Regions from separate parts of the Rattus norvegicus genome. Here all the other regions are linked to region 2. The links are chromatin contacts, called in public Hi-C maps. All regions are on one chromosome and are shown on one strand. The core of a region is the stretch at or near the end of the contact, and the rest is flanking DNA. Distances in the headings are between cores, read along the strand shown. Region 1 holds the start of Cct2 (chaperonin containing TCP1 subunit 2). Region 2 holds the start of Yeats4 (YEATS domain containing 4). Region 3 overlaps LOC120093601 (a long non-coding RNA gene).

What was found. A called contact is a pair of places that touch in the nucleus more often than the background predicts.
Region 1: a contact with region 2 is called in a Hi-C map of hepatocytes, with 2.2 times the contacts expected there. The contact joins the promoter of Cct2 here to the promoter of Yeats4 in region 2. A contact is called at or near these places in 6 of 12 Hi-C or Micro-C datasets (the A7r5 cell line, the Rat2 cell line, frontal cortex and 2 more) and 1 of 1 datasets of contacts at active chromatin or transcription factors (oligodendrocytes).
Region 3: a Hi-C map of the A7r5 cell line shows a contact between it and region 2, with 4 times the contacts expected there. The contact joins the enhancer-like site here to the promoter of Yeats4 in region 2. A contact is called at or near these places in 3 of 12 Hi-C or Micro-C datasets (the A7r5 cell line, Schwann cells and frontal cortex).

What each region holds. Positions count from the first base shown.
Region 1 is chr7:54,590,015-54,592,714 of GRCr8, reverse strand. Cct2 (chaperonin containing TCP1 subunit 2) reads left to right here and starts at 1,310. Exons shown (of 16, transcript NM_001005905.1): 1 at 1,310-1,367; 2 at 2,011-2,085; 3 at 2,173-2,238. The coding sequence starts at 1,365.
Region 2 is chr7:54,750,082-54,752,781 of GRCr8, reverse strand. It overlaps Yeats4 (YEATS domain containing 4), which reads left to right and starts at 1,421. Exons shown (of 7, transcript NM_001127527.2): 1 at 1,421-1,497. The coding sequence starts at 1,447.
Region 3 is chr7:54,925,288-54,927,987 of GRCr8, reverse strand. LOC120093601 (a long non-coding RNA gene) reads left to right here. Exons shown (of 3, transcript XR_010053309.1): 1 at 1-2,700. Among named protein-coding and RNA genes, the nearest start is that of Cpsf6, 53 kb to the right of the region's middle. Within about 2 kb of position 1,292, at least 6 of the 93 cell types and tissues checked have an H3K27ac peak or open chromatin away from gene starts, as enhancers often do.

The DNA of each region.
Region 1 (2,700 bases), core at 61-2,560, 160 kb after region 2:
TAGTGTTGGCAAGTATCAGAAATTTAGGTACTTACTAAGTGATCAAAGAGAGAAATGTTACCAATGGATAAAAGAAAAACTAACATTCTTTTCAATCATTTGGGGCTTTGCCTTAGGTATCAAGAGCAAAGAGAAAAACATTTTAATATTTTTAAAAGAATTATTTATTTTATGTGTAAGAGTACACTCACTGTTGCTGTCTTCAGACACACCAGAAGAGGGCATCAGATCCCATTACAGATGGTTGTGAGCCACCATGTGGTTGTTGGGATTTGAACTCGGACCTCTGCTCAGGAAGAACAGTCAATGCTCTTAGCCACTGAGCCATCTCTCCAGCCCCAAGAGAAAACTTTTTAAAAACTGATTTATTATGTAGTTTATGTATGAGTGCTCTGTATGCATGTACACCTACCTGCATGCCAGAAGGGCATCAGATGGTTGTGAGTCTCCATGTAGTTGCTGGGAATTGAACTCTGCACCCCAGGAAGAGCAGATACTGCTCTTAAGCGCCGAGCCATCTCACCAGCGCCGAGAAAACTATTTGTAATAAGCTGAAATATTTCGGACTTGATCTTTGAGAAGTCATGTAAGAGTTATAATGGGCTCTCCCCTACCCCGAGGGAAAACAAATGAGGAAAACCTGAACTGGACTACTAGAGCCAATGTCTCAGCTAAGACTCACTAGCGCTTGTCCTGAGCAGTTAAAATCCAATTAGTGTCTTAAAATTAAATGAACTGCAGGAGTAGTGGCGCCCACCTTTTATACCTGCACTGTGGAGGCAGGGTAGAAGGATCTCAGATGGCCAAGCTAAGCTAGAGTTACACAGTAAGACCATGTCTAAGAAGTTAAATGAAGATTCCTTTATAATAATAATGCTAAAAATTATTATTTAGAAGTCTATTGATAAATAACCCTGCCAAAGTAAAATAAAAAGCACGAAAAATGGAATGGTTGCTACCGGGACGAGTAAATAATGGAAATGATTAGTGTGCAACACTTGAAAATGTACAACTGACCTTAAAACAAATTTTGAAAGATTAAATTTTAAAAATGTATGTTAAGCAGGAACTTCGTTTCCGTGGCAACCCGCGCGGTACAAAGTCTCTTTGTTCTCCAGTTCTATTCTAAATCAGCTCGCCCCTAGCCCCGCCCACATCTCAATGATTTCCGCTACTGGGCTAACACGAGCCGAGGCCCCGCCCCTTCTACAGAGAGCAGCCCGCCACGCAGGAGGCGGAAACCCGCGCAGGTCGGCTCCGCCCCCTGCGGCAGATCGTGTCGTCACTTCCGCCTTCCTTTCCCCCTGCTGGCTTCCCGGCGCGGCTTGTGAGGGATTATCCTCTACTCTGAATTCGTCGGAACCATGGTGAGCCTAGCTTTCGGCCCAGGCCTTCGGCTCCTGCCCGGGTCCTGCTGTGTCCCGCCTCCCCGCTGCTCCTCTTGTCTAACCGGAGTCGCAGGCTTCCTGCGGCCGTCTCATGGACCCTCGGCACATGGCACGGACCGGGCATGAGGCCTGCGTGGGACCCGCTGACCAAGCTCTCTGCGTGGGGCTGGAAGGGAGAGCGCGCCCTAAGCCAGCATCTCTTTGTAAGATGAGAGCTTCTCATCTAGGGTACCTCGACCAGCCCCCGGCCTTAGCCCTAGCGGAGAAGTTTCTAGCTACTCTTGTCGGCCCCGCCCTCTTCGGGGCGGGTCTTGAAGGGCGAGCGGCAGTGCAGGCCTGTGGAAGATGGAGGGTAGCTAACTGGTGGTTGGTGCTTGCCCATCCTTAATGTTGCCTTTAGTTTTGTCATAAACACTAGTGGGTTGATGTGATGGCTTATTCCTGGCGCCTACAAGAACGTCCCTCTCGCCATTTAAATAAATACCCACTCCGACGACTGACTCCTGAAATTATATCGGAAACCAGTTTTCCTTTAGATAACCTTACCGATCTAGTGAGAGGCCCTAGATGTGTCTTATCGAGTACTGGCGTTCAAACGGCGTGTGTTACTTTCTCCTTCTAGGCCTCCCTTTCCCTTGCACCTGTTAATATCTTCAAGGCTGGAGCTGATGAAGAGAGGGCAGAGACAGCTCGCCTGGTAAGCCCGTCTGCTTCTTTTAAATGAAAGATCCAACTCTTTGTGAGTGTAAATTTTGACCGCCTTTTCTGATTTTTCTTTTTTAAGTCATCCTTTATTGGTGCCATTGCCATTGGAGACTTGGTGAAGAGCACTTTGGGACCGAAGGGCATGGTAAGAAAAATAAGAAATTTTTAGAAGTTTCTTTTGTTTCTAGTTTTGTTTGCTTTTCCTGTGGTCTTGTGTTGTAGTGGCTGGCCAAAAAGTACGTTTTTTTGTTTTTTGTTTTTTTTCCTTTTTTTCGGAGCTGGGGAACCGAACCTAGGGCCTTGCGCTTGCTAGGCAAGCGCTTTACCACTGAGCTAAATCCCAACCCCCCCAAAATACAAGTTTTAATAATGGTTTAAAGCTTTTGGTGTAAATTTAGTAATAATTTTTTCCCCTTATGTTTTGGAATCTAAAACTTTAAATTAGAAAAAGTCCTTTTGTATTACCATCCCCAATCACACATCTCTCTCCAGTGGCAGCAAGAGTTACCGTTTGCAAAACCTGGTAGCAATGGTTCACTTACAGATAAGTTTGTCATGTTACATTTTTTTTGCAATGCATTTTTTTAAATAACAGATACCATTTTTT
Region 2 (2,700 bases), core at 172-2,671:
ATGTGTTGTATGTATGTGTGTATGTGTTGTATGTGTTGTGTATGTGTGTGTGCACGTACACACACATAATAAAGTAAAAAACAAAACCTTTTATTAAAGATTAGCAAAAATTGATTGACCATGCTGTCAAATTTGCTTCTCAATCTCTTGATTAGTCTCATTGATTAGTGCTGTGCCCAGCCTTCATCAGGGAAGTTTATTGCAATGAGCAGTGGTTAATACAGAAACTCAAAACTAGCCAAAGTACTGGAAATAGGAGATGCTGGTGTGCTTAACACTATATGGGACAGTTGTATCCTTCCAAGGTTGGGGAGTATTTCAGTAAAGGGGATATAAAGAGCCAAATAGTGGGAGACATGCAGCAAAACGACACCTTCTGGCCATGACAAGACCATTGCACTCCTGAACTTACTGGAGCTGCAGGTATCTTCATAAGACCTAAGAATGGCATGTTAATATTTCATCATGGATAGGGGAAAGGGGCCCATGGGTTTCACCCTTTCCCGAGGTACTATTGACAATTCATGACTGTTTGGGAAAGAGATGCCGTTTTGTTTAGGAGCCACTGAACTTCTCTTGCTCCAGTAAAGAATCCAATATCCATGGTAGGACAGGAAACACCAATTAAACCCAATAAGTCACAAATTAAGAGGACATGAAAGTAGGAGGGAGGCTTGTTGGAAATAAGGGTTCCAACTGGGGATGGGGATGAAAGAGAAGAATGGTGAATGAAGATAAGGACAAGATCCCTCTTAGATATGGTTTAGGTTTTTACTGTAGATATGAGGGAGAAAACAGCCCGAGGAGAAAACAGCCCAAGGTATCTGGAAGAGTCAGACTGAACATGGCCAGCAAAATAGATTGAGCCATGAGGAGGGGAAGGGGACAGCAGTCTTTTCTCTAGTTCCATCATATTGGCCTTGGGAATCGAACTCATGTCAACAGTATTAGCAGCCCCACACCCAGTTATCTGAAGCTTTGATTCGAGTCTATAATCTTGAAGTGCGTAGGATTATCTCAACCCTAAAGTTACAAAAGTTCACTATTTTGGTGCTGGGTGCTCCCCTATCCTTAACTTCTGGAATTCTTCCTAAAACTATTCCCATCTCCCCATTCGGTCGGTTCTCTCTACAACTGCTCAACTAGCTCTCGCCCGGAAGGCAGCAGCCTCGCGCGTGCGCCGTAGCTGCCCAAAACCGTTGCGCATGCGCCGCCCCCATCCCCGCTTCCGCTCCGCTCGCCCACCGCGGGGCTGAATGGCCGACCCCGACGCGGAGGGTGTGGAGGAGGTGGCTGTTCGGCGCCGCAAGCCCAGGTGACCCGCCCTCCTCCGGCCTGAACCCCTCGGCCCGGGCTTGCGCGGGAGGAGCGGGCCTGTGAGGGGAGCGACGAGGCCGCCGGCCTGAGCTCTTTCCCTGGCGGCCGCGGCTCCTTCCCTGGGACAATATGTTCAAGAGAATGGCGGAATTTGGGCCTGACTCCGGCGGGAGAGTGAAGGTCAGTGCGCAGCCGCGGCGCGCAGAGCGGAAGCTCGGCGCTCATTGGTCCCCGTCACCGCCTCCCGTCCCGCCAAAAACAAAGGTTCCGGGTTGGCTAGGGCGTCCTTACTTGACCAGGTAACTGTGGCTCCTGGGTAGCCTTGTCATTCCTGAAGCCCCGTGCTAGTAAAGTCATCAAAGAGCGCTTAGCATCTTTCGTGTTCAGTGAAGGTTGTCATAGAGTCCCAGTATAATGCTGGACGTTGTGACATCCTGTTCCCTCACATTTAAGCATTGTACATGTATTATTAATAGGGGTGGAGGTCAGAGGACAACTTGCAGAAGTTGGTTGTCTGCTGTCACCATATGGGTGTGTCTTTGGAGTAGTCCCTGCCTCTCCAGCCTGTGTTGCAGGCGTCTTTTCCCAGTGTGCCATCTCTCCAGGTCGCCCCCTTCCACCTTCCTACATCCACTGGTTACTTTTTAAGGCACTGGTTCCTGATGCTCTCCCAGCGCCCCTTTTAACTCCTACTTACAGATCTCACCACAGAAAGGAATTTTTTTCTTAAATCATTTTTACACCAATCTACTTCATTTTTAAAATCTTTGTCAGTGTCATGATTATCTTAATCCTAGTGTCTATACATCCATAGCTGTCTTAACGGTAAACATAAGATGAAAAATCCTCGAAAACCTTAAAGCCCTGATGTGCAATAGGAGAAAGAAATGCCAGGTAAAAGTCCATGTTAGAGTAAGAGGCTTTGTAGAGCTGTGCATTTGACCAAGCTTTTAGGTAAGGTGTCCGGCTGGTGGGAAGTGATTACAGAGCAAAGGGTTAATGTGAAAACTTTTCTCTACTTGCACATGCTAAGTCTAGAAGTTTGCGGTTTTTAGTCTAGGATAATTTGAGAAAGTTAGGCCTGTAATCCTCAAATGAGTTTCCTCCTTGGTAGCTGGGGTGGGGTCGGGGGTGAGGCAAGAACAAGATTGGCCCTTGAGAGACCCAACCTAGGTGGCCTGTGTGCTCCCCTGTCCTCACCTCCTCCTAGGCCATTCTTCAATGAGCTGATCCGAGTACTAACTCATGGTTAGTGCTTCCACAGTCCTGTCTCCTCTCAGTGCCACCAGCTAGGGAGCAGCCCTAAGCCTTTGGGGAGCTACTTCATACCCAAACTGTGCTATACATAGTAGTGATAGCAGTGGGAAATGCTTGCCCTGAAAT
Region 3 (2,700 bases), core at 43-2,542, 180 kb before region 2:
GCACGTCCTGAGTTTGATCCCCAATTAGTAATGACCAAAAAAGAATTTGTAATAAGGATTTAATCATAAATCCTTTACAGTTCATTTTTTTTGGCTTAAAACATAAAATTGTATGTTTCCCCTAGTTAATTCCGCATTTCTGCATTTAATTATATATACATTTAATTATATATAAATACATATATATATATATATACAAAAGATTTATTTATTTTATGTATGTGAGTACACAGTCTCTCTCCTCAGACACACCAGAAGAGGGCATGGGATCCCATTACAGATGGTTGTGGGCTACTATGTGGTTGCTGGGAATTGAACTCAGGACCTCTGGAAGAGCAGTCAGTGCTCTTAACCACTGAGCCATCTCTCTGCCCCCCAATCTCATATTTTTTTAACCTTGCAAATAAATAAAAAACATCACGCACCAAAATTAACCAGGTCTGAAGTCTATACAACGCAGGGAACTTCTATACAGCCCCGCCCCTCAGGTGGAGGCGCTCCTCCTGTCCCGCCCCTCAGAGGGAAGCGATCCTCCTGGCCCCATTCGATAGTATTACTCACTTGGGCCACCGTATCCAGCCTAACTGCTTTATGTAACGCTGTGAAAGTTGAATTGGCAGGATTCAATCAAAACCACATTACTTGATGGAGAGATCTAGTACAAAGATTTTTTTTCCCCAACAGTTCTGCCTGTGGTGGAACTGGCCTGGAACTCACAGAAATCCTGCCTCTGCCTTCTGAGGGTTAGGATAAATGGTGTGTGCCACCACAACTGGTTACCTTCTTTCCTTCCTTCCTTCCTTCCTTCCTTCCTTCCTTCCTTCCTCCCTTCCATTTTAAAGATGTTTTAACTATGTCTTTAGTAGAATACGAAAGAGATCTTTGTAGTACATGTCATCTCTAAGTGAAGGGGTTAAAAAGAACCGTAAACCAGGGTTTCCAGTCCTGTTATTGGTGCCACATTGGGTGGAATCCCTTGTAGGGGCCTGTCCTGTGTATAGTAGGGTGTTTATTTCAAAGCATCCCCTGCCGAAACCCAGCAGATGAGGGCCATGCTCCCTCACCTGCCCTGCGATGTAACAAACACCTCTCTAACTCTTGGCAACGTCCTTCCTTAAAGTTATCTCAAAGGCAGCGAAGGTGGGGAGCAGCTGCCACCACAGTGTTAGCAGAGGAGAAAGAGAAGGGGAACTGCTTAAATTAGAAATCTGCTGATGCTCGTTCCCTGCACTGGGCACGGTGAAGCCAGTTCTGCCGGTGCTGCCAAAACTGCAAACCGGGCTCCATTGCTACAGGAAAGCAAGCTGCGGTTTGTGGGACAAGTCTGCACTCTGGAACAGCAGCCACCTGATTTCTTCGGCCTCCCTCGAGCGCCCCCTACAGGCAGAGTCTGGAAGGGAGCCAGTCCGCAAGGAAAGCCCCTTGATGGAGGGAAAAGGCTAGAATTGGTTCTAGCAAAGCTGGAAATGTATCCAGGAATAACGGAAGATCATGGCGAGTTTGAATTTACGTCTGTGGACAAAAACTTTTAAGAAAATAAGCGTTTTTATATACTTAAAGGCAACAAATTGCATATGTTTTCCTAGTGGCTAATCCTATGTTCTGTGAATTGATTCTTACTGCTTTTGTGCTTTGCATAACCTTACTTCCGATCTTAAGAATAGTTGTCTTAATTCATCTGTGCCAACTCCCCGAGATTTCCAGAGCATGCTGCATTTGACTTTTTACTTTTGCTCTTTAAATGTTTCTTTCTCCCACAAGACTGTTAATGCCTCGATAAGAATTGTGTTTTATTGATTTTTGTCTAACTCACTAAGTATTCCTTAAAAGCCTAATAACGGATGAACTATCTGGAAGAAAAAGAATAGAAAATATAAATGTGCTTGTAAACAGGCACGTCCCAGGGCTCTCAGATGGCAAGGGAATTAAAACAGATTTTAAACGGCCAGGCATGGTGGTGCACACCTTTAATCCTGGCACTTGGGAGGCAGAAGCGGGTGGGTCTCTATGAGTTTGAGGCCAGCCTGGTCTACAGAGTGAGCTCCAAGTCATCAAAGGCAAAATGGTGACACACACACACACTTAAAACTAATAAAAGCGGGGCTGGGGATTTAGCTCAGTGGTAGAGCGCTTACCTAGGAAGCGCAAGGCCCTGGGTTCGGTCCCCAGCTCCGAAAAAAAAGAACCAAAAAAAAAAAAAAAAACTAATAAAAGCAAATATTTAAAGAACAGACAAGTATAGCTTTAAGGTTGACAGGATGACTTGGTGGGACACAGGTTGTGGAGAACATTCTAGATCCAAGCAAAAGCAGCCTGGGTGATTTTGTCCTTGCTTATTTCTCTGGTTTCTGTTACCTTACAGCCTTTCCAGTCGAGTTTTCTTAATGCTTTTTGAACACGGAAATCATATTTCTACCTTAGGGCCTTTGTTCACGCAATTCTTCCACAGGGATATGTGTGCCTCATCTCTTTTCACTGTTTGCATGAATACCTTCCTTCCTCCCTTCCTCCCTCCCTTCCTCCCTCTCTCCCTCCTCTCTTTCTTCATATGTTATTGGGGTTAAACCTAGAACTTTAATATCTAGGAAAGCACTCTACCACTGAGCTACATTGCCACCCCTATAAATATTTGCTTTTTGTCAAGGGCTCAGTAATTCACCCAGTCTGGCTTTAAACTCACTAGGTGCCTCTGGCAGGCCT